2 separate regions of the Mus musculus genome follow, and region 2 is linked to region 1. A link is a contact called in public Hi-C data. All regions are on one chromosome and are shown on one strand. The core of a region is the stretch at or near the end of the contact, and the rest is flanking DNA. Distances in the headings are between cores, read along the strand shown. Region 1 overlaps Rbms3 (RNA binding motif, single stranded interacting protein). Region 2 has its middle 150 kb from the start of Gm39451.

Region 1 (5,468 bases), core at 885-3,384:
CATAAGGACAAGGCTTTCATATCACCACGTACTCAGTCAAAACTTTACATGGCTATGCAACCCTGCAATCCTAGCACTGCACAAGCCGAGGCAGGAGAATGTCCAAGACTCACTGGCCAGCTAGTCTCACTAAAATCTCAAGCTCTGGGTTCAGAAAAAGATCCTGCCTCAAAAAATAAGGTAGAGAATACAACCTAACATCCACTTCTGCCTTTGCCTGCAATTGTGTGCCCATGCACAGAGAGAGAGAGACAGAGACAGAGACAGACAGACAGAGAGACAGACAGAGAGACAGAGAGAGACAGAGACAGAGAGACAGAGACAGAGAGACAGAGACACAGAGACAGACAGAGAGACAGATAGACAAAGCTTTCCAATGCAAGGCTTCCTTCCATTTATTATCATACAGGATCAGCAGCCACCTCAGCGGCGGGTATACAAAGCTACATGGTTTCTGATCACAGGCTGCCAGGAGGTACAGGCAGAGAGCCTGTCACTGTCTGCAAGCTCAAGCCATGAAGGCAGTTATTGTTCTGAACAGGTGAGAGCAGAGGCTTTTTAAAGCTTCAGAAGATTTTCAAGACATGTCAGTTCTAGAGGGTGAGATCTGTATCTGTCAAACACTCTCTTTTCAGTTCTCCCTCTCCCGGGAAGGTGATTCTACAGAGGGATCTGTGGCTTCTAAAATTTAGGACTCATTGCTTCTGCTGTTCCAGATGTCTAAGGGGTCCTGGCTGGTTCTTCCCTCCCCTGGGCAAGGTGCCTGCCTTGAGGTCAACAGATGCTACCACAGAACACTCATCCACTGAAGAAACAGTAAGGGACAAGGGGGTGCAGCTCAGTGCACAGTGAGCCTGCTTGATCATGGGAGAAGCCCTGGGATCAACCTCCCAGCAAGGAAAAGGAAGAAAATAAGTAATAAAATATCTTCAACCCGCTCAAATGTTCACGTCATACAGAAGAGGAAAAGGAAAGGAGACAGGATTGTTTGAAGTCGGTGGAATAAAGGGCTAGAGAGATGGCTCAGCAGTTGAGCACTGACTGTTCTTTCAGAAGACCAGTATTGCATCCTAGCGAGCATGTGGCGGCTTATGACCCTTGCCAGTTCCACATGGTCCGATGTCTTCTTCTGGCATCCACAGGCACTGCACATACATGATTCACAGACATGCATTCAGGCAAACCACCCATACATGTTAAACCAAATAATAAACAATTTTTTTTAAAAAATAAACTCAATGGGACAGAGTTAAATCTGGGCTGTCTGGTTTGTTTTCGTGTGTCACCAAGTATTTCACCTCAAACATTTGTCCATCCTGGTGCTAACTCTATGGGAAACGAACTCAGCTGACAAATAAGATCCAAAATCATGCGGCAAAGTGTCCCCAAGTATGTAGAATAAGTAACATTGGAGTGTTTCTAAAATATACATTATTTCTAAAACTTTCACCATGAATATTTTCATTTCTATGTCTGGGATAGTACCAAAGAATCCTCATTTCTGTAAGAAGTGCTTACAAATGATCTCTCTTGAGCAAGCCCACAGGTTTTCCCTTAGATGCAAAGGTCATCACCAATCTTCCAGAAACAGAGACATTCAACTAGATTCTGGGGCATTTTGTGCTGAAACCCATTAAATCATTTGGGAATCCAGCCACGTTTCACCACGAAGCCATGTCCAAGGCTCCTTCCAGGGCCCTTCTGACTACGTCTGTGACTTTGTCACTGGACTGGGAAAAGCACACATTTGCAGGACCTCACACTACAGGACAAGAAAACATTTCCCCTTGTGGAGGAGATTGTCCTGACACATGTTTTCAGCACATTCAGAAATCTGAAGGCCAGATGTATAACACATTTTAATTAATATGCATCACACACACACACACACACACACACACACACACACACACACGGCTTAAGATCGCTCAGACTTAGCAATACCTGCATAATAACATTGTTCCCATCTTCCCATTGTACTTCAAGTGAGGGAGCAACTCTGACAAAGCTAGAGACATCCCGAAGTCTGTTGGCTTGTCTCTTCTTTGCAGATTTTTGCAGATGTCAGAATGCCTCACAAATCATCCCTTTGAAAGGGAACTGAATACCTCAGCACTGAGGCTATCTTCTTCCGTACTTCCAGGATGAGGCAAGAATTTGGAATGATCCTCCCAGTAGTGACCAGGAGACACCCATCAACAGCTCTGGAGATGTGCTGATAGCTGAAGATGGTGACTCAGAAGTCACCTGCAACGTTGTGACTGTGAAGGGAAAGCTTTGAAGGCCACACGATCCTGGGAGATTCAAATGTAATTCTTAGGATAATACTGGAGCCTTGAAAGTTCTGAGTTGCAGCCTTAGTAGGCTAATGATTTTAAATACATATCTATCTGCTAGTAATGTTAGGTTCATAATCTATTGTTGACTTGGGTTTAATTTTAATGCTTGTCTTTTCTCAGAAGTATCATATGCCTCATTATCCTGTCCTGGCATGCTTTCAGAGACAGCTATGACATGCGAGGAAATTACTGGAACGAATTTCTATCAGGTTGTTTTTTTTTTTTTTTTCCCTTTCTTAGTCATACTGAATTTGTGTTGAAGGCTCCACAATCTTTTTGTTTGGTAGAAATGGGAGTGTGTGGCTATATTTTCTTGTGTAATTGCCAAGTTGCACCCCACGCTTACATGCCCTTTGCCCTGTGTTAAGCTAGAATACAGTTATTTTTAAGTGCTAGATGGCTTAGCTGTTAAAGTGTACAAAGACCTGAAGTCAACTGCTAGAACTCATGTGAAAAATACCCAAACATGTTCTTGCGAGCCTAGTACTGGGGAGGCAGAAAAAGGCAAATCCTGGGGCTCTGTGATGATCAAGCATGACCTACGGGACAAGGTCCAGGTCATTGAGAAATCCTGCGTTGGAAACAAATGATGATGACTGAGGAAAAGTACCCACAGTTGCCTTCTGCCCTCCAACACACATGCATACATGTGCACATGCACACACACACACACAATACATGTACACATGCACACATACCCCCACATAATACATGTGCATATGCACACATACTCCTACATAGTACATGTGCACATGCACACACACATACATAAGATGTGTGCACATGCACACACACACACACACACACATACATAAGAAGAAATACACTTTCAAAAACAATTATTTGTCCAAATAGGATAAATGGTCTCAAAAAGATTTTTTTTTGTTTCTTTCCCCAGTGACAAAGAAAAGGGAGAGGAGGTCTAAATACCATCTGCATCCCAGGGTGTTTTTAAAGCTTCCAGGACTAAGTGTTTCTAGGCAACCTTTTTTATTGCCCTTTAAGCTATTTCTCCCACTTTATGAAGAGAGATAGTCTATTCCAATGCCCATGTTATTATGGGTACTAAATTCTTTATAAATTCAGTCTGATAGTAAATATCCCATAATGAGGGAACGAGGGACTTGGGGAGATAATACTGAATGTAGAGTGTTTAGTCTCCCATCCGTCATGCTGTCTGCTCTACAGGAGGACTGCTTCTTGGATCTTCCTCTGGAACAGCTTGAGATGCTTGTTAAAGAGTCAGAAAGAGACTGGAGAAATGGCTCAGAAGTTCAGAGCACTGGGTGGCCTTGCAGAGGACCAGGGTTTGATTCTCAGCACCGGCATGGCAGTTTATAACTACCTGTAACTCCAGTTCCAGGAGATAGGACATTTTCTCCTGGTCTCTGTGTATACTGCATGCACATGATACACATGTACACGTGCAGATACGCATACAACATGCACAAAAAACTAAATGAGTAAACCTTTTTATAATAATAATAATAATTAATAATAATAATAATAATAATAATAAAAGTATAGATTTGCGAACAGGGGATGTAGCTCGGTGGCAATGTGTTTGCCCAGCTTATACAAGGAGTTAGACAGGAGACAACAAAAGGAAACCACATCTCTATTTCATAGCTTTGTCTCCTGATAGGGGAATGACACTCTGTGTTAAATGTCCTTGAAGCTCACAATAAGTTGTTGCTAGCTAAAAAAACAAACTATGCATCTTGGGATTTCCCCAGTGCCTTCACAAATGGTGCACCTCTTCAAAAGACTTCACTGTCATTATCATTTGTATTGTGGTTTTGACAGTTTGTGAGATTTTGTAGGGATCACCCTGATCAGGGAGGGAAAGGCTCACTTCGCCCCATTAATATACCATCCATTAAAAATGTGTTTATAAATCCATAATTCTGCCCACACTATATTGCTAACCCCTTCTTCAACAGAGTCCACTCCAATCTTTCTTCTGAGTGTTTATTTTGCCAAATAAACTCCTGCTTAAACTGTCTTTGTTTCTTGACTGAATTCTTTTCTTCACAAAGACAAGGACTAGACCCAGGAGAACTCCTTACCCAGCAGCTGCCAAAATCTGCAATACAGCAAAGCATGCAGACACATGAACAGATGCACATAAAAACCTGTGCCTCATGCAGGCAACTGTCTTCAAGGCAGGAAAATCATAAAACATAAGCTTTTGAAAAGAATGCATCTCTTGGCAAAGGGGGCATTTAAAAACACTTTTTAAAAAACTACCACTAAGTTTCAAGGGGTATTGGAGTTCTGGAAAGCTTGCTTTTTGAAAAGGGAATAATGAGGCAGAATCCTTTAATTCCATCTGAATCATTAGGTGCCTGGTGCCAAGTTCCATCAAGGGTGCAATGCTAGAGGAAAGACAGTTGGATTTCGCTGGGCCGTCCCTTCTTTGGAGATCTCTGCAGACTTCAAATGTTTCTGAGGCATTCAGATGAAAGGGAATGGAACACTCCAGGATGGGGAGTGTTGGTGGGAGGGCAGAGCACACCCCTCAGGCTTTCAGAGATTTTCCTTCCCCTGGAGAGGAAACCCAGCCAGCCAAAAGCACAGCTTCCTCCTGCAGCCTCATCTGCACAGGCACCAACAGGAAACACCGACCCTGGGGATATCAATCAGCCATCTCTTCTGACTAGTACATTCAGTAGAAATAAACCCACAAATGAATGAGAGGAGAGAGAGAGAGAGAGAGAGAGAGGCATCAGCCTAGTTAGGAGCCTCTCAGCCACTGATAACCTGAGAACAAGTTAGCAACAGGACCTTCTGCTGCCTGGAAATGACCCAGTTTGCATAACACTGGAGAAGAGCGAGCGGCTGTTCACTTCTGTAGTGAAGCAGCTCTTCTTCAGCTGTTTTATTTTTCTCTTTCTTCTTTCTTTTTAGTCAGATCATCCATTAAAGAAAACAAAACACATTTAAGACAGAATTTCCTGTATCTATTTGGAACATCACACCCCATGTCAGAAAGGCCAGGGTATGCAACTGAGTTTTCATCTGTTGTGTGATGTCCTGCTGTGGGAATATAGGGACCCCAGAGGTGGTGCTTAAATCCCAAGTACTTCTAACACTGCCCTTCAGACAAAAGAGCTTTGCTTCTAATAT
Region 2 (5,344 bases), core at 329-2,828, 560 kb after region 1:
AGTCAGACCAGATGCTCAAGCTGTGTCCTTGCAAACTCTGGTCCTCTGAGAGCTTTTCAGAATCAATCTCTCTCTCTCTCTCTCTCTCTCTCTCTCTCTCTCTCTCTCTCTCTCTCTCTCTCTCTCTCTCTCCCTCCCTCCCTCTCTCTCCCCTCCCTCACTCCCTCCTTCCTTCCCCCTCTCTCCTTCTCTCCATCCTTCTCTCCCTCCTCCTTTCTCTCCCTCCCTCCTTTCTCTCCTCCTTTCTCTTCCTCCCTCCCCTCTCTCTCTCCCTCTTTATCTCTCTCCCTCCCTCCCCCTCTCTCTCTGTTCCTCTTTCTCCCTCTCCCTCTCCCTCTTTGTCCCCCCCCTCTGTGTGTTTTGTGTGTGTTGTGCGTGTTGTGCATTGTGGTGTGTGTGTGAGTGTATGTGTGTGGTGTGTGTATGTGTGGTGTGTGTATGTCTGTGTAGTGTGTATGTGTTTTGAGTGTGTGTTGTGTGTGTGTTGTGCATGTGCCTGCGTGCGTGTGTGTGTGTGTGTGTGGTGTGTGTATATGTGTTGTGCATGTGTGTTATGTGTATGTGTTTTGAGTGTGTGTTGTGTGTGTGTTGTGTGTGTGTTGTGCATGTGTGTGTGTGTGTGTGTGTGTGTGTGTGTGTGTGGTGTGTGTATGTGTGTTGTGCATGTGTGTTGTGTGTATGTCTGTGTAGTGTGCATGTGTTTTGAGTGTGTGTTGTGCATGTGTTGTGCATGTGCGTGTGTGTGTTGTGTGTATGTGGTGTGTGTGTGTGGTGTGTGTATGTGGTGTGTATGTGTTGCGTGTGTGTTGTGTGTGTGTTGTGTGTGTGTTGTGTGTGTTGTGCATGTGCGTGTGTGTGTGTGTGTTGTGTGTATGTGGTGTGTGTGTGTGCGTGTGCGCGCGTGCAAAAGCAGAGGATCAGCTCCACGTGCCGATCCACAGGCATCAGCTAGAATTTTCTCTCCTGAGACTTGGTCCCTCACAGGCCTGAAACTTGACAATTAGACTCCATTCTGGTGCACCAGGGACTTCAGACATCAACCTCTGTTCACCTCACTGTGCTAGGACTACAAGCATGTGCCACCATGCCTAGCTTTTTGATGATATGGATTCTGGGGGTTGAACTCAGGTCCTGGTTTCATGTGACAAGCATTTTATCCACTGACCTAACTCCCCAGCCCTGAGCAGTTTGTTACCTGGTCTTACAAAAATGCTTTGAGTGTTAATTATATTTCTTGCCTTAAAACAGAATGATGTAAACGTATCTTTACTTGCAGTCACTTCTAAAAAGGTAAATCAACAGGATGGTTTTTTTTTGTTTTTGTTTTTGAAGTGTTATCTCCTGTCTTAGTGAGGGTTTCTATCGCTGTGATAAAACCCCCAGGTCAATGGGGGAGGAGAGGGGTTGCTGCATCTTACAGCTCTCAGGCCACACATTCATCACTTTGGGAAGCCTGGCAGGATGTGAAGCAGAGGCCATGGGGAACACAATGCTCACTGGTTTGCTCTATGTGGCTTGCTCAGCTTGCTTCTATTTTTCTTTTTTGCCATCCAGGATCACCTGCCCAGAGGTGGCACCACCTGCAGTAGACTGGGCCATCCCATGTCAATCATTAACTAAGAAAATGCACCACAGACTTGCTCATAGGCCAGTATTATGGAGGGACTTTTTTCTCAATGGAGTCTCTCTTCCCAGATAACTCTAGCCTGCTTCAAGCTGACACAGAGCCAACCATCACGTCTACTGACGAACATCTCTTTGTTTCCACCTCCAATCTTTGTAACATACTGAAATTTACATTTCCAAGTTTCCTAGTCTACAGCAGAATCAAAACCCCAAATCCTCAGCACAAGGTTAAACTGCTCTGCTTGCTAGTGATGCCCATTGCTCTCTCAACCAACCCCACTAACCCTGAAAGCTGTGATGTGACGTGTAATAAAACTTACAAAATCACATGCAGACATGCACACTCACAGGCATTTGTGCGACTCCTAATGGTGGCAATAAATCAACTCAGAACCATAAAAAAAAATGTAATTAAACCCAAAGAATTGTCCTGACTGGATGCTGCTTTCTTCTTAATATAACTCTAACATGATTCTGTATGCATATCTAATTAGATCTACATCTGATGACCTATGGTCTTAGCTTGATGTCTGCATTACAAATAGCCTGACATTTGATTAGTTTGTGTGATTAAATTATATAGCTGCCTGGATGGTTGCAAAATGATGAAAACTGTTTTCTACCTCCGGTTTCTTCTGGCACTAGTTAATTATTTCTGCCTACATTCTCGGCCATGTGAACAGACACAAGCATATCTTTTTACATTAAAATGCACAGTTATCCAACATCACAATGGGAACTATATTGATGAATCCATACTACGAGAAAAGGAAGGCATGATACAGGGCTTGAACCATTGTAAAAACTTGAAGCTGAGGATGGAGAGAGGGCCAAGTAGCTACCAGTGCTTGCTTCTATTGTGAACGACCAGAGTTCAAGTCCCAGCACTTTTATCAGATGGCTTAAAACCTCCAGTTGCAGGGGATCTGGTGCCCTCTTCTGGTCTGTTCAGGAATGTGCACTCATGTGCATGAATACACACAAATACACATTTAAAACAACAATAATAAATAAAAGAATAAACAAGAGCTCGAAGCCCAAATCCAAACTAGAGAAGCTCTGAGGAAAGAGGCGTCCTATAATTCATTCTCTTTTCTTGTCACAGGTGTTGATGAACCTTGCTGTGGTTCATCTTGTAAGAAGGATGGATTTATGTAAGGCCTAGAACAAATTTTGTCTGTTACTACGAGAGCATCCTTATTTCTCAGTTTCATGCATCCCAAGCCAGACATGGAGTCTTCCCTTGTCGTCCCAGATCTGCAACATCTTTGTTCTCCAAGCCCTGGTACAAGTGTCAGTGGGAGTTAGTTGTTCCTGATCTCTGTAAATGTGGGCTTCAGTTCCAAGCAATCAGTGAAGAAGTGCAAGAGGTGGGGAAGGAATCTCCACCGGAACAACCCAACTGAATTCAGCAGATAACAATTACAAACTGTCTATGAAGATATTCATATGCTAATGGAGGATGTCCTTTGAAACCAAGAGGCATGGGACAGTAGGGTCTCACTGATCTTTATCCCATCTGAAGGACATGGCAGGAAAGTGTGCACCAGCCCTTAATTACTCAGACAGCAGTAAGCAACTGATGGGCAGAACTGAAACCCATATTGAATCCTCAGATTCAATTGTTCTGCCAAATTCCTCCATAACAGATTACAAGGAAAATGATTGGTTGTTGTATGAATCCCATACACACTGAGCTATGAGTATAAAAAGAAAGGTGGCAAGATTATAAACACGGCTTTGTTTCAGCATGACTGGCCACATGACTGGTCAGTAAGATTTGATGAGTTATGTTTAAGATAGTAAGTGACTTGGTGTCTACAAGGCAGAAGTAGGTAAGAAAATGCCACGAGAAAGCCTGCTTGTTAACACATTTAAAATAGAAAAGAGGATAAGTTCAAAATGAAGACAGGAGCGGGAAACCCAAACTGTATAGCAGATCAACCAGTTTTTCTTTATTCTTGATTTGTTCAAAGGATGATATGATTCTTGAAATAATCACTATGTGAAGACAATGTACATGAGAAATGTCAAAGCCAACCAATGAACTGTTCCTATAAAGACTTGGGTGTGACTGGGCATATAGCTGCATGCAATTATGCCATGGGTATAGCATCAAAGAAACATCACGTGCAGGAAGGGATGCAGGCTGCCGCGGCCCCCACCTTGATCTCCCTCCACACCATCCACACACCTCTCCCATGTTTCTAATTCATGGCCAGCCCTAACCAATTCTTCACCTCCATCCTTATTCCATAAATGTTATTCTGCATAGAACACAGCAGTGCATAACCTGTTGAGTCTGAGTACTGTTAGATATTTCATAGAAATGGGACCAGTGTATTTATCTTTTCATGACTGGTTTATCACCTAGCACAACATATCGGTGACTTCTCTTGTTGCTGTGACAAAATACACAACAAAATTGACTTAAGGAAGGGAGGTTAGCTGTGACTCACAGTCCAAGGGTGCCATCTATCATGGTGGTGAAGCAGAGTCTGAGCTTGAGGCTGCTGGTCACATGACTTTCTCAGCCAAGACACAAAGAGTGATTAGTGCTGCTGTTCTGCTCAGCTCCCTTCCACCATTAAAACTTTTGTTTCTGATTATTGTGTGCATGTGATACATGCATGGGGGGGAGGAGGGGGCGGGCGCATGCACCAAGGTATGCATGAGGACCTTGAAGACAATTTTGCAGAATCTGTTCTCTCCTTTATCATGGGCTACAGACATTAAACTCAGGTTATCCGGCTTGTGTGGCCTGCCATTACCTGCCACGCCACAGGTCTTGTTCTCTCCTTTGTATTTTCCTGGGACCTCCTTGCCTGGGATGGTGCTATCACATTCAAGGTGAATCCTCCCTTCTGTGTTAAACCTCCCTCAGACGCTCTTATGAACATGCTCAGTGGTTTCCATGGTGATTTGACATGTAAGTTGATTTGTCAAGCTAAGCCTAACTTTGTTGTGTTATCTGTTTGGAAGCCAGTTTGGTATTTCTTGGTCATTCTTTTGAAATTTTTTTCCTCACATGTCGTGTGTGTGTGTGTGTGTGTGTGTGTGTGTGTGTGTGTGTGTGTGTGTGTGTTTATACTGCACAATGACATACACTTATGTCTTGTTCACAGTTGAGTGATTGTATCCACTATACAATAGAATTGGAGTCCAGGGAGCTGGCTTTAGAGGAATTGTGATCTGCCTATGACGTGTGTTGAGAAGTAAGCCATGTCCTCTGTAATAAGAGGCCTTCATTGCCAAGCGGTTGCTCCAACCCTTTTTTCTTATAGTAATTCTATCTCCAGACTTAATAGCATCTCTTGTCTCTCTAGTCATAGTTCTGATGCCTCCCTTCTAATTTCTGACTTGAGAGTCCTCTGTTTCCTTCTCAGTTCATCTGACTAAAAGTTTGCTGATTTTATTAGTCTCCTCGGGGAAACAATTTTCTATTTCATTGGTTTTCTCTGGTGTTCTCTCTCTCTCTCTCTCTCTCTCTCTCTCTCTCATTGATCTCTGCTCTAATTTCTATCACACCTTCTTTCTGGTTTTAGTTTAGTTTGTTTTCCTAGCCTAGCTCTTTAAGTTACTAATTCAGGCTGGTACCTGGAGGTTTTTTTTTTTTTTTTTTTTTTTTTTTTGGTTTGCATTATAAGCATTCATAGCTATAAACTAGATGTGTAGGGTCTTGATCATAAATATTCAGTTCTACTGTTACAGGACAACA

Evidence for each region. A called contact is a pair of places that touch in the nucleus more often than the background predicts.
Region 2: a Hi-C map of the N1E-115 cell line shows a contact between it and region 1, with 3 times the contacts expected there. The contact joins two enhancer-like sites. A contact is called at or near these places in 1 of 484 Hi-C or Micro-C datasets (the N1E-115 cell line) and 1 of 115 datasets of contacts at active chromatin or transcription factors (double positive thymocytes).

Annotation. Positions count from the first base shown.
Region 1 is chr9:116,907,532-116,912,999 of GRCm38.p6, forward strand. The region is part of intron 4 of Rbms3 (RNA binding motif, single stranded interacting protein); the gene reads right to left. Among named protein-coding and RNA genes, the nearest start is that of Gm39452, 280 kb to the right of the region's middle. Within about 2 kb of position 2,135, at least 18 of the 459 cell types and tissues checked have an H3K27ac peak or open chromatin away from gene starts, as enhancers often do. A contact at or near this core is called in the N1E-115 cell line, where this site is marked.
Region 2 is chr9:117,466,048-117,471,391 of GRCm38.p6, forward strand. It overlaps a transcript of Rbms3 not described here. Among named protein-coding and RNA genes, the nearest start is that of Gm39451, 150 kb to the left of the region's middle. Within about 2 kb of position 1,579, at least 2 of the 459 cell types and tissues checked have an H3K27ac peak or open chromatin away from gene starts, as enhancers often do. A contact at or near this core is called in the N1E-115 cell line, where this site is marked.